Linked DNA regions of Sus scrofa: region 2 is linked to region 1. A link is a contact called in public HiChIP or PLAC-seq data. All regions are on one chromosome and are shown on one strand. Each heading gives the region's core, a stretch centred on a gene start, on an enhancer-like site or on the middle of the called end of the contact. The rest is flanking DNA. Distances are from core to core; before and after follow the strand shown. Region 1 holds the start of CLPX (ATP-dependent Clp protease ATP-binding subunit clpX-like, mitochondrial). Region 2 holds the start of INTS14 (von Willebrand factor A domain-containing protein 9).

Region 1 (7,741 bases), core at 2,457-4,956:
GGACCGAACCCGCAACCTCATGGTTCCTAGTCGGATTCGTTAACCACTGCGCCACGACGGGAACTCCCCAATGTGCTTTATTTAATTTGTATTGAATTTAACTACGAGAAAGGGAGGAAAGAGGGAGGGAATTAAAAACTAGCTAAGAACTGTTAAGGTAGGCACATTATTAACTGTCATGAAAATTACAGATGCCAACCAACATGTTTGAGCATCTTCAAATCTTCACTTAAACTCTCATAAGGTGACACCCTTTCAATGGACAAGGACAGAAAGCATTCAGAAATTAAGGGAATTACATGGGATCCCACAGTTCTCACAACCAAATTCAGACCAAGTAATGTTACTCAGAATATTTTTTTTTAACTCAGAATTTTTAAATGGAAGCAAATATTTCTGACTGCATGTATTTAGAATGCAAACTGTTGTATATGCAAGATACTTTAAAAATACACATCAAGGAGTTCCCGTCGTGGCGCAGTGGTTAACGAAATCTGACTAGGAACCATGAGGTTGCAGGTTCCATCCCTGGCCTTGTTCAGTGGGTTAAGGACCCTCGTTGCCATGAGCTATGGTGTAGATCAAAGACGAGGCTCGGATCCCACGTTGCTGTGGCTCTGATGTAGGTAGGCCAGAGGCTACAACTCCAAACAGACCCCTAGCCTGGGAACCTCCATATATGCTGCAGGAGCAGCCCTAGAAAAGACCAAAAAAAAATACACATCAATACTGAAAAAATCAGAAATCCAAGCAGAAAAAATATTTAAAATTTTTATTTTATTCAAATAGAACAGGATACCTATAGTAAAATAAAAATTTTAATTTGGGAGGGGTCTTTTTAGGGTCACACAGGCAACATATAGAAATTCCCAGGCTAGGGGTGGAATTGGAGCTGTAGCCACCAGCATATACCATAGCCACAGCAACACAGAATCTGAGCTGCATCTGCTACCTACACCACAGTTAGAGGCAAAACCAGATCCTTAACCCACTGAACAAGGCCAGGGATCGAACCCTTGTTCCCATGGATATAGTCGGGTTCCTTACCACTAAGCCACAACCAGAACTCTGCAATCTTTAAATATTTATACTGTCACATAAAAATACTAAATTATACAACAATATTGGATACTGTCTCATATTTTAAGTTTATGTGAGAAATACACATTGCATTGGATACATAGAGCTCATCAGGAAAAGAAAATAAAGCCAGTGTCTAGTACAATCTACCAAATAATCTGGGTTGGGGTTAGGGTAAAGGTACAATATACCAAATAACTTTTCAAACTACCCTATAAAATTTTTAAAGTCTAACATGACAGAAAAACCAGTAGAAATACAGAATAGCAGTATTTTATTCTTAACTCAAGTATAATTTCCAATTACAAGAGTATACTGATGAAATTATTTGTTTAAATTATGTGGCTGAAATACTTTGTTTATAAGAAACTAGCTAATGTTCAACTCTGATTTTTCTTTCACCTCTCTTCCTCTTTCCAGGAATCCTAAAATAAAAATAACCCTCCTGGAGGCTTTTAAGTCCTCAAAGAAAATATCTCTATACTGTTGTAGACTCATGCATACTTTCAGAGTTTCTACCATGGAAAGCAAACATTTTATATAATTAAGCCTTGGGAGAATCTTCAATCCAAGTGAAACCATTTGCTGTTTCACTATCATGTAAAAATACTAAATTCTATAATGATATTGTCATACAGAAATACTAAGTTCTATAATGTCTCATAGTCTAATCTACTCCTTTACAGTGAAAATTATGGTTTGGTATGTCTGAAAACTTCTAGTAAACTTACATTAACTGAAAAACAAATAGGTAATTCTTAAATAAGTCATTAACTTTTGTTGATTTACCTAATGATGGATTTAATTTTTTTTTTGTCTTTTTGTCTTTTTTGTCTTTTGTTGTTGTTGTTGTTGTTGTTGTTGCTGTTTCTTGGGCCGCTCCCACGGCATGGTTTTTTAAAGCAGCTGTTGTTTTGAAAAGAAAAAGAAAGATATAACTGCACACTTCCTATAATTTATAGTGTTCTGGGACAAGTGATGGAAAGAGATAAAGGACTTTGTCAAAGAAGCCATCCCTATCCATAGAGAACATACACATACCTTATACAGGCCCAGAAACAATATCATTGCCTACTTCACTGGATTTAAACTTGAAGGTGAGGACTTGTTCACTGTTCCATATCCATCAACAAAAGAGGGCCTTGGCCCATAGTAGGCCCTCTTCAGATTTGTCAAACAAATGAATTTAAATATATGTCACTTCCACTAAACTCAAATTCCTAGAATAGCGGCATCCACTTGTTCAGGTTTAACAGTCTCTTGGAACTAAATTCCCTCCTTTGGATTTATGTACCATTTTACAAAATGCTCCTGCCCACACATCATTTAATCCCTCTTTGTGAAATAAACGGTCAAAAAACAAACATTTAGTAAATGATAAGGACTTCGCAATTCAGCTAAAAATAGGAAAAGGGAGCATTTTGAAAATCCAGAGATCATAAGCTGATAATCCAGAACAAAATGAATTTGTCTACAAGTTAGTGGTTACAAGACCCAGCAGGACCTAGCCTCGTCTGATATTTATAGACTTGGGGAAGAGAAAAAATGGTTTCTTTTCCGGAAATCTCTTGGCCGGAGTGCCACTCTTTCACATCTCCCGATAAAGAGAAAAGAAAGGTAAACAAGAATCACCCTTAAAAACTACTTGGCACCGTCAAGTTCAGAAAATCCGCAAACAACTGCTGAGACACCTAAGTAGTTCAAAAACAATTTCTGCGGAATTTCCATCTCCTCGGGCTCTTTCCTGTGGGCCTTGAAAAGTACGGCGAGTCCCGTTTACGTCCCGGTGTGCGGGGCCACACAGCAACTGTGACACTGCCAGCCTCGCGCTGCCTGCGTCCCAGACCGCCGGCTCGGCCCCCCGCGGCAGCCCCTCACCTGAGCCCTTCCCGCAGTCCCCAACAGGCCCAAGGGGCACCCGGCCGGGCTCCGGAAGGGGAGCCGCAGCCAGGGCAAGCGGCAGTACCTGGCGGAGCTTTAAGTGGGGTCTGGGACACTTCAACGAACCGAGTATTTTGTGCCTGTAGCTCAGAGTTTCTGCGAAGTAGGCACATTCTGGCCCCAGTGTCAGAAGGCCTGAAAGCGGCCGTGAGGGGGAGCACAAGGGGCTCGCTTCAAAAGTAAGAAACAGCTGCTTCAGAGGTTGGCAGAGCCCCATCACACGGAAAGTGAGGGGTGCCAGGAGAAGGGCCGCGCACCCCCTCACACCCTCGGGATGGGATAGGCAAGCCTCCTGCCCTCCACCGGATCCTCACCGCCGGCGACTAGGCAAAGGGCTCGGGTCAGGACTACTTCGTTACCTCTTTGCGCGGAGGCGAGCGACGAGGTGATGAGCCGCGCGGCGGAGGCGCCGCAAGTACAAGCGCCACAGCCCGACATCTCCGCGCGGCTTAGGCCGGGGCTTCGCCCCTACTGCCCTCCGGCTCTCAGCGGTCGATGGCTACTCTCAAGGTTCGCTGGCTTGGCTCCGGAACCTCCTGCCGGCTCTAGGCCCAGTGCAGAGTCCACCCGCCTGAAAACAGGGCCTTCGCGCTCTTCATAACCCACTGCCTTCTACTCAATAGACACCTCGCCCCCCCCACAACTTCCCCCTCCTCCTCCCCCGGCCCCCCTCCCCGCCCCGCCTACGGGGTCCGAGGAGCGTGCGCGCGCCTGCGCCCTGGGCCTAGGGAGGGGGCGTGGGCACGCGTGTGCGTGCGTGAGACGCTGAGGTAGGGCGAGGGGAAGGGGGCGGTGACCTCAGCGCCAATGAGCGCGCTCCAGGAGACGTCCCACCCCAAGCAGGGAACTACAAGTCCCGGCACACAATTCTCTTTATCCTAGCGTTGAAAAGTTTGCGCTAGAAGCAGAGAAATGCATGCCGGGAGTAGTAGTCCCAACTCCTAGCAATAAACTGGTCATTTTCGACTGGTGGCTGGGTACGTCCAAGTGAGACCCGTGGCTTAGCCAGCCCCAGGAGGAGTTTTGAAAGCCGCCATTTCAGTAAGAGTCAATAAGTTCCTTACCCATCCACATCCTATGTTCCTTATCTTTTCCTTATCTTTAGATTACTCATTTGTAACATGGAAGTGGAGGTGTTTTTTACCAAGTTCCCAACTGTTGGAAGACCATTCTCTTCCCTTGTTTTTTTCAGGCCTAGTGGTGATAACTCTTCCAGCTGTTCTAGTCCCTGGGTGCTTTACACGCCTTTGTCAGTTCACTTAAACCTGACCACACCCTGGTAAAAACTGTTCTTTAATCTCTCTTCTGTTACCCTTGTTTGCATGCCTGGTTCCTCGCTGGATCTGTAAAGGAGATCAACCAGCTAGCTGACAAGGTGCAGGATGGTGACAAATGAATCAAACTCTCTTCTCATCTCGGTTGGCAACAGACTATTTACTCTGTATATAAAATTCTGATCAACTCGGAAGCCCAGAGAAATTGCTGAATGAGCTTGGAGACTTTTAGTTCTGAGCGGGTACAAGGCGGGCAGGGAAGGAGGGGCCCGGGAGAACGCAAGCCAACGTCAAGTTATTTAGCCTTTATCAATCTTGGATCAGAGAAATGTGGCTTCTAGTTCCCTGGGTCTGGCCATGAAAAGGGGTACTGGCCTTGGCTCCAGGCCACACATGTGTGTTTTTGTCTCTCCTGGAGCTGATTCCTGGTAACTTCCTCACCTTAAAGGGGCAGGGACCAAAAGAGAGCCCAGGTCTTACCTGCCATCATTAATAGAATTTTGAAGAAGAGAGACTCTGAAGTTCCTCCGGGAGTTACCGCTATGGCACAAGGGGATCGGCAGCGTCTCCAGAGCGCTGGGACACAGGTTCAATCCCCCGCCAGGCACAGACAGTGGGTTAAGGATCTGGTGTTGGCTCAGCTGCGGTGTAGGTGGCAGCATGGTTCTGATCCCTGGCCAGATTAAGGCAGAATAATAACTCAGGTAGTCAGTGTAGGAGCATGGGCCTCAATGCCTTCTTTGATATGGCTGTTGATTAACATTGTGGCTTAAGAGGTCCAGGGAGTAACCTCCCCACACGCCTTGTTTACTATAGGGAATGTACCTACACACCCAGGTAAACTGTGACTCAGTTTACGGGACAAAAAGGGCAAAGAAACAATGAGACTTACAGGAAATTTACACCCCTACAACCTCTACTGGACAAGGACTGATATAGGTAACTGGGCAAGGCCAATGGGAAAAAAAAAACATCTTTCTGGACCCCGTGTTGGTATCCCCCCATCTTTAAGGGATTAAAAACCCCTATAAGACAATAGAGAACAGGGGCTCTTCTCCCCCCTCCCGGCAGCACTGGGAACTATTTGCTTTCCTGTAATAAAGACTTTGCTTGCTTGCTGCCTGTGTGTTTGCAGAGTTCACTCATCAGCTGCGTGAACAAGAACCCCGATTCCGGTAACATCTTTTTGACATCAAAGGGACGGCCAAAAAGAAAAAAAAAGTTCCTCCAATTCAGTTTTCAAACTGTATTCTTAGAATCCCTCAGAAGCCATAGATAGCTCTTTGGTGGGATGAGGTAACTAAGAGGGTGGACCTCCCCTGCCTCCTTCTCCATGCCACCCCAACGTCAATCAGAGCTCAGAACAGCTCTGCTTTTTTTTTTTTTTCTGAACTTTTAGGGCCACACCTGTGGCATATGGAAGTTCCCAGGATGGGGGTCGAATCTGAGCTGCAGCTGCCAGCCTACACCAGAGCCAGAGCAATGCCAGATCCTTAACCCACTGGAGCAGGGCCAGGGATCGAACCTGCATCCTCACAGATTATAGTCACATTCATTGCCGCTGAGCCATAGTGGGAACTCCAGAGCAGCTTTACTTTTATCTGTTTCATTTATCATATTTTGTTTGAAAATATAGTTGTTCTGTTTTAAAATAATGTTTGAAAAGAACTGATTCTAGGAAAACCTAGCAATAAGCTTAGAGGGTCTCATCGACTCTTAACACCCAATTTAAATTCCTTTCATTCCAATTATATACACATTTTCTATTTCAGTTATATACACATTTTCTTATTTATTGTAGAAATAAACTGTTTGCTAAAATCTACCGATTGCTATAAAGCAAGCTAAATAAAAGCATAGTTAAGGCTCCTCTGGGGGCACTCCATGAATCCTTTGTTTCTCTGAATATCCTAAGAACTTGACTTATTCATTCAGTCAACAAAATTTAGTAAGCACCAATTACATGCCAGGCACTGAGGAAACCACATGAGCCAAAAATGTTAAAAAGAAGTTTCTCTCATGGAGCTTCCATTTTAGTGGGGAAGATAAGGCAGTAGGTAAGAAAAACAAATATATGTGCCACTGGTGTGATGACATAGGAATACATTATACTGTTCTGTAATATATCCTTATATCATTCCCAGGATGACTGAGCATGTAATTTTATTTATGGGCTGATGTTTTATGTATTTAGCCTGTATTCCCAACTGAACTTTGAGCTCTCTTAAGGTAGGTATTTCGTTATATGCGGGATGAATACATAGCAGAAATTCTGTAAATACTTAATTAAATACTTATCTTCCAACTACTTCTGCGTGGCAGAAAGCTAGGATGGTATCTTCAGAAAATCTGACATAAAATTAGAGCAAATTATAATTGACAAAGAGGTGTTAATGGACACAAGTTCTACAAATTTATGCAATGGTTGCTCCAACTGATCGAGTGTCCCAGAAGGAATTCTCAGGAGCCTGATGAACAGAGTGTAGACTTTGTCCTAGAAAATATAAAACAAAGGGAGCTGTACACAACTCAGTTTAACTTTTTCTCAAATATGAACAAAGGTCATGTAGCTTTGGCATCAGACTGGTAATGGTGTCATCACACAGGCAACATAAATTTGGTAGTTTCAGGGCATCACCCCAAAGCACATACCTGGATTATTAGGATCGGCACCCAATGAGCCTGGATTGAGACAGCTAGGCTCTTTGATGATGTAAATTTTATAAGATTTACAAATTAGTATTCAAATTGGGGGACTTGTACCATGGAGAAATATCAAGACTTCCATTTGGTATTTGAGCACAGAGGAGTATCACATTTAAATAAAATACCATCTGTGTTAGAAAGGGTTCAAATATAAAAGGTCATTCTTTAGGAACCACTTGACTGTTTGACAAAGGAGCATGTTCCATTTATAAGTGTACATGCCCTGACCTGAAACTCACAGGCTGGGACAGTGTTCTTGCTGCAGAGTGTAGCCAGGTGGCCATGAGATGGAGCAGAGCTTGATGTCTGGGCAAAGAGCAGTGGGGCTCTAGCTGCACACTAGGACCCTTCTCTCTCACTTGGCACTTCATGTATAACCTCTAGTCAAGTTCCTATCAGAAGCACAGAGTCATTTGAGATTGTTCCCTGTGATAACATGGATTCTCTACCAGGGGAGTGATGGTTAACACTTGTGGTCTTAGCAGCTCTTTGGAACAAAATACTTCAATATCACACCTACTTTCAGCTCTTTTCTGAGGGGTTACTGGTGCTTAAAAAACAAAAGTGAGATGCAATTTTCCAGCTCCAATAGTTTCCCTTGAGTTATTTACCTTTTGTGAACTGCATAGCTAAAGGCACATATGTCTTCACTTTATATAAAACTTTTTCCTTTTATACTTGCTTCTACCTTTCAGAATCAAGTGATTTGCTAAGTGAAGAATATTTTTATAGGTTAGAGT
Region 2 (7,741 bases), core at 2,396-4,895, 380 kb after region 1:
TGAGAGTTCCTGTTGTGGCTCAGCAAGTTAAGAACCCAACATAGTGTCTGTGAGGATGCGGATTTGATCTCTGGCCTTGTTCAGTGGGTTAAGGATCCAGTGTTGCTGCAAGCTGTGGCATGGGTTGCAGATGCAGCTCTGATCTGGTGTTGCTATGGCTGTGGTGTAGGCCAGCAGCTGCAGCTCTAATTCGACCCCTAGCCTGGGAACTTAAATACACTGCAGGTGTGGCCATAAAAAGAAAAAAATGGAGAAAACAAACTCTTTAAAATTATGTATTGAGAATTAGTATGAATAAAAAACATTCCTGTGCTCAAAAATAAAGAAAAAAGTTAAAAAATATACAGACCTGCTCTTGGGGACACAAGTGCTGCTACTCTATTACTAAGCAAACTATAGTCTGTTCACACAATGAAATATAAATGACACACGCAGCTATCAGAAAATTCATATGAAGTATCAGTAACTGAGAAAAGCAGGTTACAGAACTATATGTACATATTGATTACAACATTATAAAAATATTGCAATATACAGGGAAGACTCAGGATGGACATAGATTAGAAATTTAATGTTCACCAATTTTTTTTTTGGTACTTCAAAACACTTAACAGTGATCAGAGTGCTTGTTTTTAGTATGGTGCCCACCTGTGTGATATTTTAAAATTCCATTTGTAAATAGGCTGTTGGAAACTCAGAGACTATTAATTCAAGGAAATAATGTTATAAATGGGAATCAGGAACTCAAGCCAAGCAGAAAAGCCTTTTTTAAAATTTTTACAGATGCACCTGTAGCATACGGAAGTTCCTGGGCCTGAGGTTGAACTGGAGTTGCAGCTGCGGGTTCCACTGCTGCAGGCAATGCCAGATCCCTAACCCACTGAGCAAGACCAGGGATTGAATCCGCAACCTCACAGAGAGACCATCGGGTCCTTAACCTACTGAGCCACGAGGGGAACTCCAGGAAAAGCCTTTTTTTTCACCACATAATGGCCTGATATATGTTTCAAACACAGTAATGCCTCATGTACCCAACATCAATAAAGATTAAAGGTGATATATAAATTACTCTTCCACACTCCTTAGAATTCTAAACTGTTTAACCACTTTGATAGAAAACATTAAATGTGCATCCTTATTCTCTGCTTCATTAAACACTGCGTGCTAGACATAATTCACTCTATTATAATTTAGCATCACCACTCTTAACACCAGTACTGCCCAGCACACTGCTACCCTGATGTTTTAATATATACTGGCATTCTCCCAAGTGTATGCTGCAGAACTATCTTAGATGCTCCATGAAAAATGAGTTGAGTTCTTATTCAAGACACGGAGAAGCTCTATAGCAAAGAATCCAGTTAAATTTGCTCACTCTGTGTTTCACATTTAACTCTTCTCTACATTACTGGTTAAGGTCCATGGAACAAGTACTATATAGAACACACCTGGGAGTTCCCATCACGGATCAGTGGTTAACGAACCCCACTAGTATCTATGAGGACGTGGGTTCGATCTCTGGCTTTGCTCAGTGGGTTAAGGATCTGACATTGCCGTGAGCTGTGGTGTAGGTCCCAGATGCAGCTTGGATCCCGAGTTGCTGTGGCTGTGGTGTAGGCCGGCAGCTACAGCTTCAATTCGACCCCTTGGCTGGGAACCTCTATATGCCTTGGATGTGGCCCTAAAAAAAAAAAGACAAAAGACAAAAAAACCCCAACAAACAAACAAACAAAAAACTACATGGAAACAGTGCTTTGTACTCAAGGGATCCAGGTTGTTGTACTCTGTTTTGGTGCCTCTTTATAACTAATTTTTGGACCATCAGTTTGTATTCCACAGTAATTCTTATATTCCACAGTAATTCTTTGTAATCATCCTCTTTCCAATTTGCTGATTCTTGGCTACTGTGAGCTGGAGAGCCAAGTAATCCAGCTTGATAAAAATTGATAAAAACTGTGTCCAAAGTCAAAGTTAACAGCCTCTGAGAGCCTGTGGGTTTCTTGTGGTACCAAAAGCATGAGTTTAGGCATATCAACTTGATACAATTTCACCTACTCAGTCTTTCCAGGTCCTTTCTGGGTCTCAGCTGCGTTGTTCAAGAAATGAGGTCTTGTGCAATACTGGTTCAAGCTACATTACATTAGACCATGAGCTCGTGAAGCCCGGGGACAGTGTGGAATTTTGCCCACAAAGGTCTCCTCAGAACCTATCGCAGCAATTGGTGCATAGCACACTCTTGACAAATACTTGACAATGACTAGTGAACTACCCCAAGCACCGATATAACATTAAGTCTTTAGCAAAACACATGATAAATTTTAACTCAGGACACCAGAAACATACTTCCTCCTCTCCTCATTCAGGCAGAGATATCAGGGACTCCTATGCATTCTGCTCAGGTACAGTGTATCCAGCTCCTACAGTATTCCCATTCATGCACTGAGGCCTTTATGTTACTGAAAGTGGGGGATAGGAAGTACTGGCCTCTCCTCTTAGGAGAAAGGGATACAGGATACACAGATTTAGATCATATACAAGAGAGCATTTCCAGTTCATGCAATCTGCTGTAACACTGGAATGGGAGACTCTAACTGGCAGACTTCCCTTCTGGGATCTGGCTCCTTCTTCTGACTGATGTATTTGTGTCTGCCAGCAAAAACACCTCCTTAACAATGGGAAAGTCATAGGAAACCAATTTAGAACTTAGGTTGTAAGCAGAAGTAAAAGATGGAAGTGAATGTTCTAGAAGGATAGTTCACTTAAGCAGCCTAGGCCTGATTTAAAAACAAACAAAAACCTTGCCCACACAGTCCAGCAATTTTGTGAAAACACCATGTAATTTCTTTTTTCCTTAAATCCTCCACCCCACCCCCACCCCTTTTCCATAAGTACTGTTTACATACAATGCTTAAGACAACCAGTGCGGTTTTTTTTCCCCTCAAGAACAGTGTACTCCTGAGAATATATCTCAGCCCCTTGACTTGGCCATCTCCATCACCTACACATTTATAATTCTTCCCGGAAGAAGCCAATTAGCTCATTCATAAAGAACTGATTCTGAGCAGTTTTCCTCACAAAGCGTGATTCTACTCGAATTTCTCGAGAACTGCTCACCAACTCTTAAGTTGCCTTGTTGACCTGACATCCCTCGCCCAGAGGAATCCCTCCCGCGTTCTCAATTACAACTTTATCTGCTAACCTGGAAATACAGAACTTCTGCATTTGGATCTCATCTGCCTGGGGATTTAGTTTTACCTTAAAGTGAGCCCCAAAATTTTGAGATCTGGAAGTCTCTAATGGGAAGAGGTGGCGAAGGGGGCCTGGGCAGGGGGCCGAAATCGTGATGCTAATGAGGAGCGATGATCCCGCGAGGCAAAGCGAGGGGAGGCCAGCACCCCGGAACTGGCGCCGCAGAGACTGCCCGAGGCCGCCGTGGCGGCGGGAAGGCCGGGCTTTGACCCCGAGTAATCCTCCGCCGCCGACCCCTTCTCCTGCAACCCCAACAAGCAATCAAAGACAAGCTAGAGACTCCGGCCTCCCTCCCTCACCCCGTGCCCCATCAACCGCACAGTCCGTCCTCAAAACTTTCCGCCGGAGCGCCGAGGCCGGAACTATAGGTCCGCCGGACAAAAGGAACTCTGCGCCCGGGATGCGCAAGGCGCTAGGGGCGGGGCTTTAAGAATTTCGTGGGCGGGCACTGACTCCGCGGCGAAGCTTCCGGGCCCGTCTTGCTCAACGCCTTTCTTCCTAACATTTTATCCGTGACGACAGTGACGAACTCGCTCCCCGCAAGTCTCCAACTCCACCTCTGTCTCTGCCTCTTCCCTCCCTCCCCCCTCTCCGGCTTTTCCCCATTTACCTGGCCTCCTTCCCACCCGTTGACCCTTGGGCTTCACCTGTCCTGGGAACCCTTCCTACTCTCTCCTCACTCACCTGGGCCCCTTGGTGCACCAGCCTAACCCTCACTGATATTTGCCCCTCTTCCCCGTCCCTCTTCAAACCCCACACTCGTATCACCTCCGAAACAGTTGACAGAATCCTCTTCCTGCGCTTTTTAAATGAATTCGTGCCTGAGGAGGGCTCATATTAAGCATACTGTGTATCTCTCATAGCTGACCTGAGCCAGTTTCCGCGTTAAAACTTTTAACTCTTGATCTCCTCAGTCCAGATGCTCACTTTATCCCCCATGCTTGAGGGGAGCAGAGAGAGGGTTGAGTCCATTCCCCTGCCCTGGCCCTGCTAAGAGATTTGCACTCAGGCTTTCCAAGGGCATCTTCGGCCCTTGCCTACCCCTCCTTTGGCCACCTGGTGTCCCCATAGCAGCCTGTGCCTCATCGAGGGCTTTGCGGGCACAGGCGGTGACTTTCTTTATACCTTTCTTTATATCCTCATAGGGAGCCAGGAAATGCCAGCTAGAGGTAGGCCTAAATGGATGCCAGCAGGCCCCCTGGGTGGTTGTGGTTCAGAGAACAATGTTGTACCACCTAGATTACTAGTGGAAACAGGCCTCTAGAAGCCTTATGCCTTTGACAATTTCTTTTGGTTAGTGGGTTGAGGTGAGGTAGGGGGCCAGTTAAGCAGGGAGGATGCTTTGAATCATGAAACTGAGGCTGTCTGACTTTTCACAGCTTGTTCTGTGGAAGAGCGTGGGCTCCAGTTCCTTGTAGTTCTTTCCTGTCACATCCTTGTATCAGGTGGCAGAGGAAGGCACATCAGTCCCTGGGAATGTCCCTGCAAGCATCAGAGCCCAGGGCCTGGCAGACTGCCCTGTTTGCTTCAGAACTTCTCAACTTGGAATTCTCGTCATGGTGCAGCGGAAACAAATCCGACTAGGAACCTTGAGGTTGTGGGTTCGATCCCTGGCCTTGCTCAGTGGGTTAAGGATCTGGGCTGCCATGAGCTGTGGTGTAGGTGGCAGTCCCGGCTCGGATCCCACATTGCTGCTGTGGGTGGCTGTGGTGTAGGCTGGTGGCTACAGCTCTGAGGACCCCTAGCTTGGGAACCTCTATATGCCATGGGTGTGACCCTAGAAAGACAGAAGATACAAGAAAAAAAAACCAACTTCTCAACTTGGCTGGTCTCACCATCTCAAGACCTTGTTATGCATGAGCAGGCAAAGGGATCTAGGTAGGTAAAGCTGCAACCTAATTACTTAGTTCTCATTTTTAAGTCTTTCCCTCATGGAGGGATGCGGCCAAGAATATGTGGGGAAAGGAGTTGTTGAGCTATCCCTAATGTGATGACTCAGCCCTGTGGTCACGGTTCTCCTGGTAGTTCCAGCTTAGTTCCATTAAGATTCATTACCTTACCCAGTTCTACAGATTAAGTTTATTAGTTTGCTGATGGGTGATTAGGTCTTGGTTACCTAGTTCTTCTGATTACAGACCAGGAAAGTGAAGGGAATTTGTGCAGATTGACCATAAAATGTGTAAATACCAAGAGGACCATAACACTTAGGGCAGCTGGTAAGTCCTTTCGTTTTTGTTTTTTAATTCATAGTAGGATCCCATTAAAAATCAAAGTTTGTTAAGTGAATACAAAATCAGTGAATATTAGCACAAAGAGAATATCTTAAAGGAGATGTCTCAAGCCATAGCTGATGAACGAGTTTCTTTTTCCCACTTGGGAGACCTAGGATTTTTGTGTTTCTATACATACATTAAAGGAAATCAATAAACAGATTTCTTTGCATCATCTATCATCCTCTTTATTTTGTCCTGCTTTGAAGCAGTGAACTGCTGTCAGAGAGGCTTTGAAAGGCAGGGTGATTTGGTCTCCAGACTGACAGAGTAAAGGTTAATGACGGAAATAGCAAGCCTCTCACAGAAGCCAGGTACTGGGGTTCAAGGGAGATTCATCTGCCCATCTAATTCTCCTATAGAACGTGTTGAAAATATAGATTACAAGGCCATGCCAACTCAAGTAGAGATTCATGGGTTGGTGCCTGGAATCTTTTATAGAGACAAAGGGCAAGGAGTGAGTGAGTGAGGAAATGGGGAAGGGAGAGAGCAGGGGTAAAGCAGTGAATTCTTTCCTCTCTTTCTCTCTGCTGCTGTCCTTTGCTGCTGTCCTTACCTTCTCCTGTATGGACCTTGTGCACTTGCAAATCATACTTCCAAGCTCCAGGCTATCTGCTTTCCTTCATCACCCAACTCCATACTGCTATTTTCACCAAAGTGAAAGTCCAAAGAAATTGTAGACATGACCCTTTTGAAAAATTTCAAACATATTTCCCCTATTTCAAAGAAAGGGGAAATGGCATAATAAATCCCCATGTATCTTTCACACTATTTCTGCTATCCTTTTTTTTTTTTTTTTTTTTTTTTTTTTTGCCTTTTTAGGGCTGCTCCTGTGGCATATGGAGATTCCCAGGCTAGGGGTTGAATTGGAGCTGCAGCTGCCCATCTACACCACAGCCACAGCAAAGCAGGATCCGAGCCTTGTCTGCGACCTACACCACAGCTCACAGCAACATCGATCCTTAACCCACTGACTGAAGCCAGCGATCACATATGCATCCTCATGGATTCTAGTCATGCTCCTTACCTCTAAGTCACAACGGGAACTCCTCAACTCAATTCTTAATCTTGTTGCATTTACACCCTTTCCCACTTCTCTCCAATGTACTATTATTATTATTATTATTAATTTTCTTTTTTCTCCAACATATTATTTTGATGCAGATCACAGATAGCATAACATCTGTCCATAAATATTTCAGTATGTTATCTCTAAAAGAGAAGGACTTTTTTTAATTAATAAATTTTGTTTCAGAGCACTTTTAGGTTCAGAGCAAAACGGAGTATAAAGTACAGAGTTCCAATATATTCTGTCCACAGACACACAGCCTCCCTCACTATCAACATCGTAGCACCAGAATGATACATTTGCTATAATCTGTGTACCTCCATTGACATACCATCATCACCTAAAGTCCATAGTTTATTTAAGGTTCACTCTAGGTGTTGTACATTCTGTGGGTTTGATGGATGTATAATAACATGCGTATACCCTTGTAGAATCGTACTGAATAGTTTCGCTACCCTAAAATGACTTTGTGCTCTGCCTTTTTATCTCTCACTCTCACATGACTCCCTGGAAACACTGATGCTCTTACTGTATCCATGGTTTCGCCTTTCTCAGAATATCAATAAGTTAGAATCATATATAGTAAGTAGTCTTTTCAGATTGGCTTCTTTTGCATTTAAGCTTCCTTCTTGTCTGTTTATGGCTTGGTAGCTCATTTCTTTTTATACATTTTTTTTGCTTTATTTTATTATTTTATTTTTTGTCTTTTTGCCATTTCTTGGGCCGCTCCCACGGCATATGGAGGTTCCCAGGCTAGGGGTCTAATCAGAGCTGTAGCCGCTGGCCTATGCCAGAGCCACAGCAACGCGGGATCCGAGCCGTGTCTGCAACCTACACCACAGCTCACTGCAATGCCGGATCGTTTAACCCACTGAGCAAGGGCAGGGACCGAACCCGCAACCTCATGGTTCCTAGTCGGATTCGTTAACCACTGCGCCACGACGGGAACTCCTCATTTCTTTTTAATACTATGTAATAGTCCAATGCCTGGATGCAACATAGTTTACTGAAGAATATCTTGGTTGCTTCCAAATTTTGGCAGTTATCCAAAAGGCTGCTGTAAACATCCTTGTGCAAGTTTTCTGTGGGTATAGGTTTTCGGTTCAGTTTAATAAATACCTTGGAGAGAGATTAATGGCTCATATGGTTAGAG

Evidence for each region. HiChIP or PLAC-seq counts read pairs in DNA pulled down with a chosen protein or histone mark.
Region 2: an H3K27ac HiChIP or PLAC-seq map of alveolar macrophages shows a contact between it and region 1. The contact joins the promoter of INTS14 here to the promoter of CLPX in region 1. A contact is called at or near these places in 1 of 5 promoter capture datasets (liver) and 1 of 2 datasets of contacts at active chromatin or transcription factors (alveolar macrophages).

What each region holds. Positions count from the first base shown.
Region 1 is chr1:163,218,361-163,226,101 of Sscrofa11.1, forward strand. It overlaps CLPX (ATP-dependent Clp protease ATP-binding subunit clpX-like, mitochondrial), which reads right to left and starts at 3,707. Exons shown (of 14, transcript XM_021100084.1): 1 at 3,381-3,707. The coding sequence starts at 3,459.
Region 2 is chr1:163,599,540-163,607,280 of Sscrofa11.1, forward strand. It overlaps INTS14 (von Willebrand factor A domain-containing protein 9), which reads right to left and starts at 3,646. Exons shown (of 12, transcript XM_005659853.3): 1 at 3,256-3,646. SLC24A1 (sodium/potassium/calcium exchanger 1) reads left to right here and starts at 3,684. Exons shown (of 9, transcript XM_021100202.1): 1 at 3,684-5,127.